2 separate regions of the Xenopus tropicalis genome follow, and region 2 is linked to region 1. Evidence: chromatin contacts called from public Hi-C data. All regions are on one chromosome and are shown on one strand. The core of a region is the stretch at or near the end of the contact, and the rest is flanking DNA. Distances in the headings are between cores, read along the strand shown. Region 1 has its middle 72 kb from the start of rbm26. Region 2 has its middle 9.7 kb from the start of pou4f1.

The links. Hi-C and Micro-C count contacts between places; a contact is called where the count stands out from the background.
Region 2: a contact with region 1 is called in a Hi-C map of neurula embryo, with 2.0 times the contacts expected there. The contact joins two enhancer-like sites. A contact is called at or near these places in 2 of 5 Hi-C or Micro-C datasets (neurula embryo and tailbud embryo).

What each region holds. Positions count from the first base shown.
Region 1 is chr2:125,352,466-125,359,852 of UCB_Xtro_10.0, reverse strand. No RefSeq gene overlaps it. Among named protein-coding and RNA genes, the nearest start is that of rbm26, 72 kb to the right of the region's middle. Within about 2 kb of position 4,267, at least 1 of the 11 cell types and tissues checked has an H3K27ac peak or open chromatin away from gene starts, as enhancers often do. A contact at or near this core is called in neurula embryo, where this site is marked.
Region 2 is chr2:125,599,975-125,607,361 of UCB_Xtro_10.0, reverse strand. No RefSeq gene overlaps it. Among named protein-coding and RNA genes, the nearest start is that of pou4f1, 9.7 kb to the right of the region's middle. Within about 2 kb of position 3,396, at least 6 of the 11 cell types and tissues checked have an H3K27ac peak or open chromatin away from gene starts, as enhancers often do. A contact at or near this core is called in neurula embryo, where this site is marked.

The sequences.
Region 1 (7,387 bases), core at 3,018-5,517:
AAAGACTTCTGTAACCTCATGGTTGGTTTAAAGAACCCAGTACTATACATGCACCTTAAAGAACATCTTATAACTCAGATTTATGTAATGCAAGGACTGTCCCGCTAAACTTGTGCCATCACCACTCATTTGCCAGTAAAGGTGAAGCTTGAGTTGTGTCCTGGTGCCCATATGAAGGCTGACTTGCCAAAAATACCTTATCATTGGGAATCAACAAACAATTTTTTTCTTTATATCACTAGTTTTGGCATATACAGTATAATAATAATAATAGGAGTCTATTGTAACCCTATCTTGTCTTAAAATGTAATTACCTAGCTTAGGGTGGTAGAACATCAGCTATATTGGACTCTTCTTTCCAGCTTGGCTCTCACTAAATGGAGGAGGAAGGGAGAGGGTGTTGTGCCACTACATCTCTCTGCTGCGGTAATAAAGTAGATAGGATGTCTGAGGTTCTTAAACATGAAGCACAAGGTTCATTGTTAAACACAACAGGGTTGTACTCACAATTCTTTCAATGCAATGATATATAGACAGATATATTCAAAAGTAGATCTTAAACCTTGCACCACTGGGCAGTTTAAGAAACACATTTAGGTTACCAGCTGATGGTCAGTAAGCCCTTCATTGGAACTGCTCAGGGAGAAAATGTTAAGCGTAAATCCCTTTCATTACTGTGATCCCTTCACTTTAGGTGAAGCACAAGGCTGCTCTTTCTAGCTATGCCTGACTATTTTACGCTCCTAGAACATACTTTGACATAGTATATATCTGACTAGACTTCACTCACAGGGTCCTGTGCCCGACTCTCTCTAGAAAGGTAGAACTCTTTACTGGGCCTTGTTGACACCAGGCTCCCCAGCACACATCCACCTTGGTTAAATGATGGAGGCCAAAAAAGTTAGAACCACCCCTTTTCAATCACAATATTAAAGTGTGACAAGGTGTGGTCACTAACTCTATGGGCCAATAACAAAAATATCTCACTTAGATACAGATACCGGGAATTACCAACTTTTAGGGTATTTCCACCATTGGGGACCGTTAACCCAGTGGGTCGCTACACTCTATTTGCAGTTACCTGTTTATATGCTGCCCCATAATACCACTAAGGTTACTGAGCAAAATTAGGGAGAAAAAGCCTGAGGTCGCCTTGCAATAGCTGAACTACTCACTTTTAAGGAGTAGTCTTTGAGGCTCTCTAAGTAACACTTTTGGAGTGAATCCCTCTTCCTGCTGGGTCACTGTGCTCTTGGCTGCTGGTTGCAGAACTATGTTAATATCACCAGATGGCCCCACTGATGCAAGATTTATGGAGTATGGGAGTTGATTTTATGCCTCAACATCACAACCTTCTGCTGTTAATTCATCTATCTATCTATCTATCTATCTATCTATCTATCTATCATCTATCTATCTATCTATCATCTACAGTATCTATCTATCTATCTATCTATCTATCTATCTATCTATCTATCTATCTATCTACAGTATCTATCTATCTATCTATCATCTATCTATCTATCTATCTATCTATCTATCTACAGTATCTATCTATCTATCTATCTATCTATCTATCTATCTATCTATCTATCTATCTATCTATCTATCTATCTATCTACAGTATCTGTCTATCTATCTACAGTATCTATCTATCTATCTATCTATCATCTATCTATCTATCATCTACAGCAGTGCTGTCCAACTTCTGTTGTACCGAGGGCCGGAATTTTTCCGACCTACGTGGTGGAGGGCCGATAATGGAAGCCAGTTTTGACCACTCCCCTTTTTAAAACCGCACCCACTTGAAACCACACCCATGTTATCACATGACCATACCCATATTAATGGTTGTAGTACAGCAAAAACCTGCCATACTCTGCCTGCCCTACCCTGCCTTTGTGTGTGCCATACTCTGCCTTCCCTACCCTGCCTGTGTGCCATACTCTGCCTGCCCTACCCTGCCTTTGTGTGTGCCATACTCTGCCTTCCCTACCCTGCCTGTGTGCCATACTCTGCCTGCCCTACCCTGCCTTTGTGTGTGCCATACTCTGCCTTCCCTACCCTGCCTGTGTGTGCCATACTCTGCCTGCCCTACCCTGCCTGCGTGCCATACTTTCACTGTGTGTGCCATTCTTGGCTGGTTTGTGCCAAACTTGGCCTGTGTGTGCCATACTCTGCCTGCCCTACTCTGCCTGTGTGTGCCATACTCTGCCTTCCCTACCCTGCCTGTGTGTGCCATACTCTGCTTGCCCTATGCTGCCTGTGTGTATGGCACATACAGGCAGCCTACAGTGACACAATGCTGGCACTGCTCCTACAGTCTGCACAATAACTATATATTAAAAAACGTTTTAATTGCAGTACCACCTCAGTATATGTTCTTTTTGTAGTGTGCAGGGTTTATTTGTGGGTTTCTACTGCTCCTGAGGTGTGAACAGGGGAACAATGGGGGTGATTACAGCCTGAGCCGGAGGTGTGAACACTGCAGGGGGGGAACAATGCAGGTATTAAAAGGTGTGAAAAACACAGGGGATTACATATTTAAAGAATACAGAGGGATTACAGCCTGAATCTGAGGTGAGAACCATGCAGGGGGGGCAGTTAATCACAGTACTGATACCATTTAAAGCTTACACAAGAGTAAGCCATCAAAGCAGCCAGACAGGTGGGGGGCCACACAGAGGGGGGTCGCGGGCCGCATGCGGCCCGCGGGCCGCCAGTTGGACAGCACTGATCTACAGTATCTGTCTATCTATCTATCTATCTATCTATCTATCTATCTATCTATCTATCTATCATCTACAGTATCTGTCTATCTATCTATCTATCTATCTATCTATTTATCTATCTACAGTATCTATCTATCTACCATCTATCTATCTATCTATCTATCTATCTATCTATCTATCTATCTATCTATCTATCATCTATCTACAGTATCTGTCTATCTATCTATCTATCTATCTATCTATCTATCTACAGTATCTGTCTATCTATCTACAGTATCTATCTATCTATCTATCTATCTATCTATCTATCTATCTATATATCTATCTATCTATCTATCTATCTATCTATCTACAGTATCTATCTATCTATCTATCTATCTATCTATCTACAGTATCTATCTATCTATCTATCTATCTATCTATCTATCTATCTATCTATCATCTAATATATTTATCTAACTAACTATCTATCTATATCTTTCTATCATCTAATCTATCTATCTATCTATCTATCTATCTTTCTGCGGGCCGCCAGTTGGACAGCACTGATCTACAGTATCTGTCTATCTATCTATCTATCTATCTATCTATCTATCTATCTATCTATCTATCATCTACAGTATCTGTCTATCTATCTATCTATCTACAGTATCTATCTATCTACCATCTATCTATCTATCTATCTATCTATCTATCTATCTATCTATCTATCTATCATCTATCTACAGTATCTGTCTATCTATCTATCTATCTACAGTATCTGTCTATCTATCTACAGTATCTATCTATCTATCTATCTATCTATCTATCTATCTATCTATCTACAGTATCTATCTATCTATCTACAGTATCTATCTATCTATCTATCTATCTATCTATCTATCATCTAATATATTTATCTAACTAACTATCTATCTATATCTTTCTATCATCTAATCTATCTATCTATCTATCTATCTATCTATCTATCTATCTATCTTTCTGTCTACCTATCTATTGCACCCCACTTGCACACACTAGAAATATTCTATTTTCCATGTATAATGTAACATACAGATGTGTGAATATTCCTTGTAAATATAAGAATGTAACAACATATAGGAGTGAAAATAGGGTGAATTGACTGAGGATGTGCATACAGTGTTGTCTTTTTTTTCCAGGTTTTAATTATGTGTTTGTTTGCCATGGTGGCCTAATTTAGTCAAGTAGACGAGCCAACATTAAAAGCTGGTAGGTGAGGTAAGTAATCCCAAGGGTGGGATGCTACTGCACAGAGTTTAAAAGCTACATGTTCAGAAGCACAAACCAAGGCAAATTTGAAAAGGGGTCTACATGATAAACAGTGAAAAGCAAGCAAATCAAATTTTTCACAATTAGTTGAACAACAACTGTGACAGGCGCAGCGCTTAGCGTTTTCATTTGTGTGCTCAAATTTGGTTATCTGTCCTCTTTTATGCAAATGTGATGTGACAGGAGAAGCTGGGAGCATTCAAGCAGGCCGATCACTCACAACAGGGGCTGTGGTCTGTACAGCTGAGAGGCCTGGATTAAATGGACTGAGCGCTGATGGATAAATGACAGGAGCAGCACTCAAAGCCTTCTAAACTGATTTAAAACTTCAGAGGGAGGGCACGGAGAATGCAATTATGTTTTTAAGCAAATTCTTAACTTTCCCTCAGAAAAAAGAAAAAATAACATTATTAAAGCTGCCCTTTTATATCACTTTAAAAAAAAGGAAAATGTGAAAACTGTTTGGATACCGTGTACTGCAAATCCTCTGAAGAACAAAGAAAGCATATTAAAAAGTTCTATTCTACAGAGCAAAATTTAAGTTCCCTGAATAACTTCATTGCATTTTGTGTATGGGAATATTTATATACATATATATGTTTTTACATGTGTTCATATATCCTAAGCTCATGAAATGTCTCAGCACAGAATTGCTGTTGCGCTCCAGAGACTGTGCATTCTTCTCCTGATTGATAATACTGATGTTAAAGACATTCTTCATAAGGGAAAAGGGATTTCTCCGAAGCACTTAAGTTTACAAGAGAACAGAAAGCCATTTTATGGCATCTGTTTAAGGGTCTGCGCTGGTATTGATGCCTGAGAACAAAACAGGTTTAAACATAAATGATTTCATAGTCAAGAAACCACATCAAAATTAATAAAAGAAGTAACTTTCTAAGTTATTGAGTCAGTATCTCCCTATTCTGTTTCCAGAATTAGTATTTGTTAGTATTTGTGTCTTAGAACAGGGATCCCCAACCTTTTATACCAATGAGCCACATTAAAATGAAAAAAGTGTTCGGGAGCAACACAAGCATGGCAAAAGTTCCTGGGTGTGCCAATAAGAGCTATAAGTGGCTATATGGTAGCCCCCTATGTGGACTGGCAGCCTACAGAAGGCTCTGTTTGGCTTTACACTGGGTTTTATACAACTAAAACTTGCCCCCAAGCCAGAAATTCAAAAACTAAGCACCAGCTTTGAGGCCACTGGGAGCAAAATACAAGAGGTTGGTGAGCAACGTGTTGCTCTCGAACCACTGGTTGGGGATCACTGCCTTAGAACCAACATTTTCATTCTTTCATTTCTCCCCCTGTGGTAGAAAATTCTCATAATAAGGGTACAAATATGCTAAAACATTACTGTAATAGTCACCCTTCTCTAACTAGTCTTGGGGTTTGCCCCTAACCACTTCTTTAAAAATACAAGAATATTTTAGGTTGATTAGTCATGATTGATACAGTCCCTGGATGGTGGTTAGGAAGGGGATTACTTGAGGAAGTTCTAGAGCAGGTTCTCCTCTGTGTCACTCAGCAGAGAATTTCCCTAGTTAGTGTATATGAAGGTGATAGCAGTGGGCCACTTCCTGTTTGGCTGATGCTAAGAAGATGAGAGTGGATGATGACAGAGAGCCTGAGGTCAATGACATCAGAGAAGAGCAAAGGCAAGCCAAATAGTTAGGTTATCTAGTAGAAAGCAAGTTCTGTGGAGCTCACTGTAAGTGGTGAGACATAGGGGCAGATTTATCAAAACACGAGTTCGAATCACGAATGGGAAAAATTCGCATTGGAAAAGAAAATTTCTGAAGATCGCAAATATCATGAAAATGCTTACGAAAAAATCGTATTAGTCACGATAATATCGTATTGGTGATCCGAAAGTCACGAAATTTTCGTACCGAACCATTGCAAACAGCGGCAGAGCCTTTCCAGAAAAAAGCGGCGAGAATACGCTCGGAGCGTTCGGGTCTTTGTAAATCTCCCCCATAGAGTTAGGCCAGTTAAATGATTAGCTGAGGCTCCAACAAAGAGAAAGGAGTTGTGATCTCGCCTGTACCTTACCTGTCAGAAATCCAGTGTAGAGGGAACTAGAACTAGAAAAGGTCTTGTTGGCACCCACCTAAGCACAAGCCCTGTCCCTAGCCAGCAACCTGGGAGCTATATAGAATGAACATCAGGAAGATAGGAAACAAGTGAAGGTCATGTAGCTTGGGAATTCTTTATTGCACTGGATAATATTATTCTTGGGACTTGTGTTAACAAATGAGAACTGGAGAAGCTGTGCTAGTGGCTGCGAATAAAGTTATACATGTTAAGATCCGCTTGTTTGGCGAGGTTCCCAAACTAGCTGATCTTTCTCCAGATATGCCCATTGTATTTGGGTGATAATGGGCTAATTAGGGCTAATAACAACAACAGATATATAAAGATATACATTTATTTTAATCCATTAAAAACAATAGCAACCTTATGGATTTTGCATTTTAACGCGTTTCATGCTTACCCAGCACTTAAACATATGCACAGAACCAATACTTTGTACACAATTTAAGAACAGCTAAAACTAAAGAAAATACTACACCTTGGGACTCATTTATTAAAGTACGATCGCTTCCGAATACAAAAAAATCGTATTTTTTTTAATGTTTGCGTACTGTGCATATGTTTTGCAACAAAACTTTGCGACAAAAAGCGTTACAATTTGTGCAACAAAATCGTATATAGTATGAAAGTTTCGGATTCATTCAAGCTTCGTTATCGTGACTTTTCTTGGGCCAGGTTGGAGCTGCACAGTGCCATTGGGGAGTCCTATGGGAGGCTTCCAAAAAAAGGCACAGAAGGATCAAAGTCAGAAAGGTTTTCCCGCCGTTTACAATCCGACTTTCAGATCACCAATACGATATTATAGTGACTAATACGATTTTTTCGTAAGCATTTTCGTGATATTTGCGATCATCAGAAATTATCGTATCTAAACCGGATTTTACCCATTTTGGTATTTGAACTCGTACTTTGATTAATCAGCCCCCTTATGTTTCTGGCTTCTGTACCAGCCCAAGGCCGCTAAAGTGTCCAAAGGGCCCCAGTACAGGGCTGATTTAATGTACCAGTGGTTCCAGGGAAAAGGTTTCATTGGTTGGTCCCTACAGCCCCAAGACTTTTGTGATAAAAAAACCCTCAAGCAGCTGAACCCAAATGTACTAAAACAGTCAGGAAACAAATGGTAAAAAAAAACAAAATAAATGATGTTCACATGAAATAGCGAATACAAATTTAAGTTTGTGTGCTCACGGATCTGTTTATGTGTACACCTGTTCCCCAGCATTACCAGCACAGAGCAATAACCACAACTTGTTACCGTGTATACA
Region 2 (7,387 bases), core at 2,147-4,646, 250 kb before region 1:
TAACTCCTCCCGTGTAGTTCTAGGATGCTTTTTTACCTTTCTCAGAATCATTGACACCCCACGAGGTGAGATCTTGCGTGGAGCCCCAGAGTGAGGTCGATTGATGGTCATTTTGTGCTCCTTCCATTTTCGAACAATCGCACCAACAGTTGTCACCTTCTCTCCCAGCTTCTTGCTAATGGTTTTGTAGCCCATTCCAGCCTTGTGCAGGTCTACAATTTTGTCTCTGACATCCTTGGACAGCTCTTTGGTCTTTCCCATGTTGGAGAGTTTGGAGTCTGCTTGATTGATTGATTCTGTGGACAGGTGTCTTTTATACAGGTGACTAGTTAAGACAGGTGTCCTTAATGAGGTTGACTAATTGAGTAGAAGTGTCTAACCACTCTGTGGGAGCCAGAACTCTTAATGGTTGGTAGGGGTTCAAAAACTTATTTCACTCAATGAAATGCAAATCAGTTGCTATCTTTTATTTAAAGTTATTATTTCGATTTTCCTTTTGATGTGCTATCTGCCACTGTTAAAATAAACCTACCATTGAAATGATACTGTTCTGAGACTTTTCATTTCTTTGTCATTGGACAAACATACAAAATCAGTGAGGGGTCAAATAATTATTTCCTCCACTGTATGTATAGCTATACACACACACATATATATAGTGGCATGAAGAAGCAGTTGTAGTGTTACTGTACTGTATTTTTAGTAGTGATGGAGAAACTGTTTTGCCTTTTATTTCTTATATTTGTGCTGTGTCTTGGGTAATTAGAGTACAACCTGCTGACAAGGAAGGAAGAAATGTGTGAGAAGATTACTTCCGTCAGCTGCTGATGCCTGCGCAGGCAGTATTATAGAGGATAGGAATAAATATATGGCAGTAAAAAGTACAAAATGCAAGTTTGAGGTTGCAGTTTATTTATGACATTTGATTGTATTTCCATTATGAAAGTGGTAGTTAAACAGGACTGAGTTAAGGGTAGGAACAAAAGGCATTAGTCCTTGGGCTTCCGCCTTAGTGGGGCCCCTGCTAAGAAAATACTCCCAATCACATATTATTACATTGTGCAATAATTATTACATATTTCTATCATTTGTCTCAAGGATATCCAACCTGCAGCTGTTATTGCTTCACAGCTCCCAGAAACACCTGACTGCTTTCCTGCATTGCCTGGGGCATCTCTCTCTTTAACTGTGGCCTTGCACATTGAATAATAATAAATACACCAAAATGATCCACTAATAATTTTATTGATTCTCTTGCAACATATTTGTGGCAGGGGCAAAATATTTCTGGCTTGGTTCCTTTTTGTGATGCAAAAGAAAGAGTAAGGCAAATGATTTAAACATGTTGTGCTCTGAATTCTCTTTCACAACCCGCAACTAGAGCACATTCACTGATTTAGCCCCCGGTATTGTAAGGAATACCAGGATAAAAAAACCTACAGATCAATGAATTTGGCCGCAGTCTGTTCTTTTATTGTGCAATATGCATCTTACCTAAGCCCCTTCTGGTGCACACTGAAAGCTCTTCATGGTCATGCCATGACAATATAATACTGACACCAAGGACAAATTCCACATTGATCAGAGTAGTCAATACTTCTCTTTATATTAGTGTATGTGGGGGTCTGTAAAAGTCTCTGAATGGTGAAATGTTAGAATGCAGTGAATATATGCCATACCTCTCCTTTAAAATAGTTCTCAGCAACATTATTAGTAGCAGATTTATATGTGTATAACAAATATTGTTAGGACAGAGTTGGAGGTAACAAGGGGTAAAGCAGGAATGTAACAGCAAGATGGAGTACTTATGAAGAAACTGAACAATTATGCTTCAAACTTTAACTCTTTTTCATCTATATTTAATGCAGTGGTGGCCAAAAGCCACCTCTCCACCTGCACTACAAATCCCATCATCCTCTGAACTCCTTGTGCCACAAAAGAACTATTTCTGCACCAAAGGGGGAGTATTTATGCACAGAGGAAAGATACTGACTTGCGATTGAATGATCTAGGTTGTTTAACAGAGCAATTCTACTTCAAGTCACTTATTTGCAATGTTTAGGGAATACACAGGAATCCCATTTTGCTTTGGCCAGTAAAACATATTTACAACTGTACAACCATCAAGAGATCATCTCCAGAGTATTATATGAACTGCATTCACTGTATGACTTCAGTTCTGAGCTATTCCTGGTTGCATGGATAATAGATATTTGACTCCAACAGTTATATATATAGATTACTATGCTGCCTTCTTCCTTCTGGCCTATGCCATTGCAGGAGGGGTGTATATTAAGGTGGTGCTGAGAATCACTGCTCAGTCACACAGACAAATACTTTATAGGTGAAAAAAACATCAGAAAATCCCATGACTGATTCTGGTTTATTTTAGTAGAAATACAATACACATTTGAACTACTGGAATTCTTTCTTCCTCTTGACTTTAAATTTGACTCTTTCATTTAAAAAGCAAAGGAAGATACAGATTTTAGGAATAAATAACCATGTGACTAACTTTTCAAAGAGAAGCCTTAAACTTTAAGATGAGGGGCTGGAGCTCAAAAGCAAAAATACTATTATATTTACAGTTTAATCACAGCATTTAAAATAGACATTTCCATCTAAAATCCAATCAGGAATCAACTCTTTACCTGGAAGCATTAAATTATCATCTTGATTTTGCATTTGTAAACTGGTAGGAAAAAATGTGACTTCTGGATACTAAGAGGTCAAGTGCGGCTGCTCAAATATTTTTCTTACAAAATGACGGATTTATTAGACAAATAAGTAGTCCGGCTGAAGCAAAACCCCTAGTGATTGAATTCTGACGTTAAGTCAACAACAACTCGAACTACATCAGTGCTCCAAGATTTAGTCATGATGGTAGAGATTACTGAACAAATAAGAGGCAGAAATGAATACAAATTTCTTCTGATCTGCCCCTGGCTCATTCCCCCCTGACATTCTCCTCCATATGCTCCCCCTATTCATATTGTATTCTAATTAAGTGCTGGCTCGGGTGTTAATATTCCTGGTTACAGACTCCTTTCAATACATCATGGGGATAAAATAAGACTGCAAAAAAATCTTACACAGCTGGAAAATATCGTCTGCGTTGTGATATAGTGGAAAGTAGTTTTATTTAAAAGTGACCCAGGATTTTACATATGAATGAGCTCAGTAATTAGCGGTATATGGGCTTTGAGTTGCTTATATACTGTAAACAAGAGTGCACATATATGCACATTTTCACATACGTGAAATATCTACTGTAAATTGCAGAAACAGGAAGAATCGCGTTAGTGAGTCGGGATTTGTGACTCGGTAGAAGGAATATACAGCGCCCAGCGCTCGCCCATAAAGCATTGAGGGAGCTGTCCGTGGTGCTGAACTCACACAGGCACGGCCACAGCTCTATTTGCTCTGCACTTAACTCAATGGCTTTTATCCAGCCACAGCAAGTGCTGCCCCCAGGACCCCACAATGGGCACACAATCCCAATTCCCATTTTCTCCCAGTCCACTTCGCAGTGATTATTTATGCAGGATGAGCAGAACAAGTATTTTACACCAAAATAAAATTGCATACAACTCAACTAATATTAAACTTTAATGGGCAACAATTCACTTCAAACTGGGGGGGAGGGGGTTGCTGTTATTATACTTAATATACTTAAAAAGATATGACTGATAAATCGTATGTCCGTTTGAAAATAATCCAGATCTCCAAAGCGAATTGCTTTTAATGAGTAGCTACAAGCGTATCCCGGAGAGCTAGAAAGGTGCCAAAGGGAAGCTAGTTAGATATCCAGTGGCAGGAGGGTTGTGTCCAAGTATAGCCATTAGTATTATACAGATTGCATAGGCATATATCTGGGCCTGGATAATTATGTTGTTCACTTCCCATTCACTAAGCATATTGGGATTTTAAGGAGTATCCTGAAGCAAGTCATTGCTCTAACTGGTGTTCTTCACATTTCCAGCACAAAAATAGGCTCTGATCTGTCTGGTTTCCTGTCAGGCTTCTTCGGCTCATCTGTCAAGAAACCAATTTGACTTTATTTACATCCATTTGCGGGTTTAATTACTTTGGTGATGAATAGCCTGGAGGAATTAAGTTACAACCCTTAATGTGAAACGACAGATATATAGGAAAGCTCTCTGTAGATGGACATAATACATTATATTGTGCCTTCAACAGCGGGTGTGTGTATTCAGATTTCACTCTCTACAAATATAACAGAAATAATAATATAAAGCCAATGTGGGCATAATAAACGTGCTAATGTTTATTAGAGGGTAAAATAAACGTGCTAATAAAGCATCCCTCAGTCTTTCAAAGTTACAGTTTCTGTGAAGTACTGCTGGGTCACCCCCAGAAACTGAATACTTGGGGTGAACTTGACAGAGATCCTATTGTGTAATCCCCATACAGAAGGTCTTGCACAGCCGCTTTGCTGTAAATAAAATATTAATTACAGTATTTCTGGGTGCTGGATTGTGCCATTTTGCTACACTAATATGCATATTAAAAATCACTGGCAGAAATTATTTAAACACCATGATCCACTGTAATATGCAAGGGCTATATAAAGGCTCGAATAGGATATAAACCCAAATATAAAATGTTGCCTAATTAAATAAATTCAAACAACTTTACATTATACAGTTTTTAATACAATATTCCAAATTATTTTAGGTTATTTTGCAATTTTAACTTCCATTAAAAGGTGTCCCATTCTATACTCTGCCCTTGTGGTTCTGCTATTTAAAACAATGTACAGTAGCAGAACATGCATATAAGGCTCACTTCTTCTACATAGTTTCAAGAGACAGAACCTGCAGTCCAATTGCTATTACTGCTTTCAATTAAAACCATGAATAATGTTTAATGAATGTACATCGTTGCTATAAATTGCTTAGAATTATATTTTCTTTTATTAGGTTAGATTTTATTTTAGGTCATTTAAGACGCTGATAAGATGATTGACAGATAGATGGATAGATGATAGATAGATAGATAGATAGATAGATGGATAGATAGATAGATAGATAGATAGATAGATGATAGATAGATAGATGATAGATAGATAGATGATAGATGATAGATAGATAGATGATAGATTTTTTTTCCCAAACAAGTCAATTTGTTTCCTATGTAAAAGACAACAGGCTAATATTAGCAGAGATACAGTAAGTGGGGTACTTTTTCTGTTTTGATTAATAGATCCATGTGGCTAACGGCCTGACATATGGTGTGCGAAGCAGCTTGAGATGGATCCTAAGGCTTCCCCTACGGCCATTAACATATTAGAGGCTTGTGTGCAGTCAGACAGTCAGACTTCATCTCCAGCCCAACGCAGAGAGCCTGCAAGCCAGGGCTGTTTGATATAGGTTTTCAATAATGCATCACGCCTCGAATTTAAGGCAAGAAGCTTGTTGTGCGGAAGGAATTGTATAGAGTCATAGCACAATTTGGTGACAAATCTCCCTTTCATTTAAACACACAGAGAATGAACACACTACTCCTTCTCAAACAGTTATTTTTAACTAGAAGCTGACAGGGAAAACTGAGATGCTGAGAAACTCCTCAGTAAAAAAAATACAGGAGCATTATAATATTGTCAGCAGCATCTAAGTCATTATCATATTTATCCAGAAGTGAAACAAAATGGCAAAGATAAACCTACCCACCTGCAATGATGGAGTTAATAATCCCAAAGGGGACTGAGGGTCCTTCTGTCCCACCATGTGCTGAAGGGGCTGTGGGTACAGATCAGAGAGGAAAGGTCGTTCCAGATTTGAGCAGTGACTAATTTGAATTAACCTTTCTAAAAGAGAAAATCCTACTGGATGTGCCTTGCCTGGTTCTGGAGTTAGAAGACACGTTTACCTCATACTGTTCTTCCATGTTAGTAGTAAGCAGGAGGAAAGATTTACCTTGTGATCTCCTGAAAATAGTGTTAATAAGGGCTTTGATGGTGTTACACTTTAGAGAGAGAAAGAGTGCCTGAAGGCAGGTTGGATAACAGAAGGGTGAAAGAAGACTCTTCTGAACGCACAGCTATGTTTAGGGGCTTGATGTCTAACTAGTCAGAGGGAACGATGGGAGATGTAGTTCATTAATAGCTGGAGGCCTGTTTTTAAACAACACAGCCAGTCCGAAATATCTCAGTCGCCCGCTTTATTTACTTACATTTACTGTTTGAGACTTCCTTGCAAAATACAAAAATAAACTTTGATCACCAACAGAGATCGATTTCTTGCCAGCAATGAACTTATGTATCTATTATAACGAAATCATCTCGCCTCCTACTATAACACCCAGTAATAATCTCCCAGCCCCCCCTTTTTTCATTAAGCACGTAGCAGCGTTCTGCATAAATCGCATGTAGATTCTGTGCCGCAGGTTAATCTGATCGACACCTAATATTAAAAAGTGCTCTTGTGCGGCTGCGATGGAGAAGCCTGTGGAGTCCACCCGGATGGTTTTAATTCCAGTGTAAACAAGTTTTTAACCCGGTGCTTTGAATGTAGTGATTTCTATTTTTTTCCAGGCTGAATTCTTTATGGTATAATGCCTCCTTTCATAAAGTCACATAGGTGAACGAAATTAACATAAATCATTATTAGTTATTAGGATTTGCTCTAAATTACTCTCGGAATATAACAGCCAAACCCCATCTGCCACCCGTGCTCCAGAAGCCCATAGATTGCAGATAAAATAAATGTCCTTACCCCCATTACAATGTTCCAGTGTCTGTAGCCAAAAGCCAAACAAAAGCAATAAATACCGAGCTTTTTCTCCTCACTATTCAGCTGTGGCTGGTTTCATCAGCTCTTCTTCTAGAAAAGCTCGATAGCTGCCTGAAAATATTGCATTTTATATCACCAAAGGGCGATTAATATTGCATTAACTGTATTTAACATTTTTGAAGAGCCAGTGATCTGCAATGAGTAAATTTCCTCTCAGCAAATACAAAGTATGTCAGGGAAAGCAGAAAGCTTAAACTATACATATAAACATCTTATTTGTTTTGCATCTTTTACTTTCTTTTCTTTCTGTTTTTTTTTCTCTTTCGTATAATGTTACTGTATAGTGTGCAGTGTTTGAAGTAGAGAAATCCATGTTAATGGTCTGTATAAAGTATTCTGACACTGTCTGGAGACATGCAAGTCTCTGCCTTCATTAAATGTTTATTGTCAACACTTCAGTGAAAAGAGAGAGTCTGGTGTAAGTGAATTTCCACTGTTGGATGCTGTCAGCATTTTGTTTCATTCTGATCAATGTGTACAAAAGTTTGTATACATTATGTGAAACTAGCAAAGAGGGGCAGGCACTAAACAAAGATTGTTATAGTGAGCCTAAAATGTCTAATCTCTCTTGG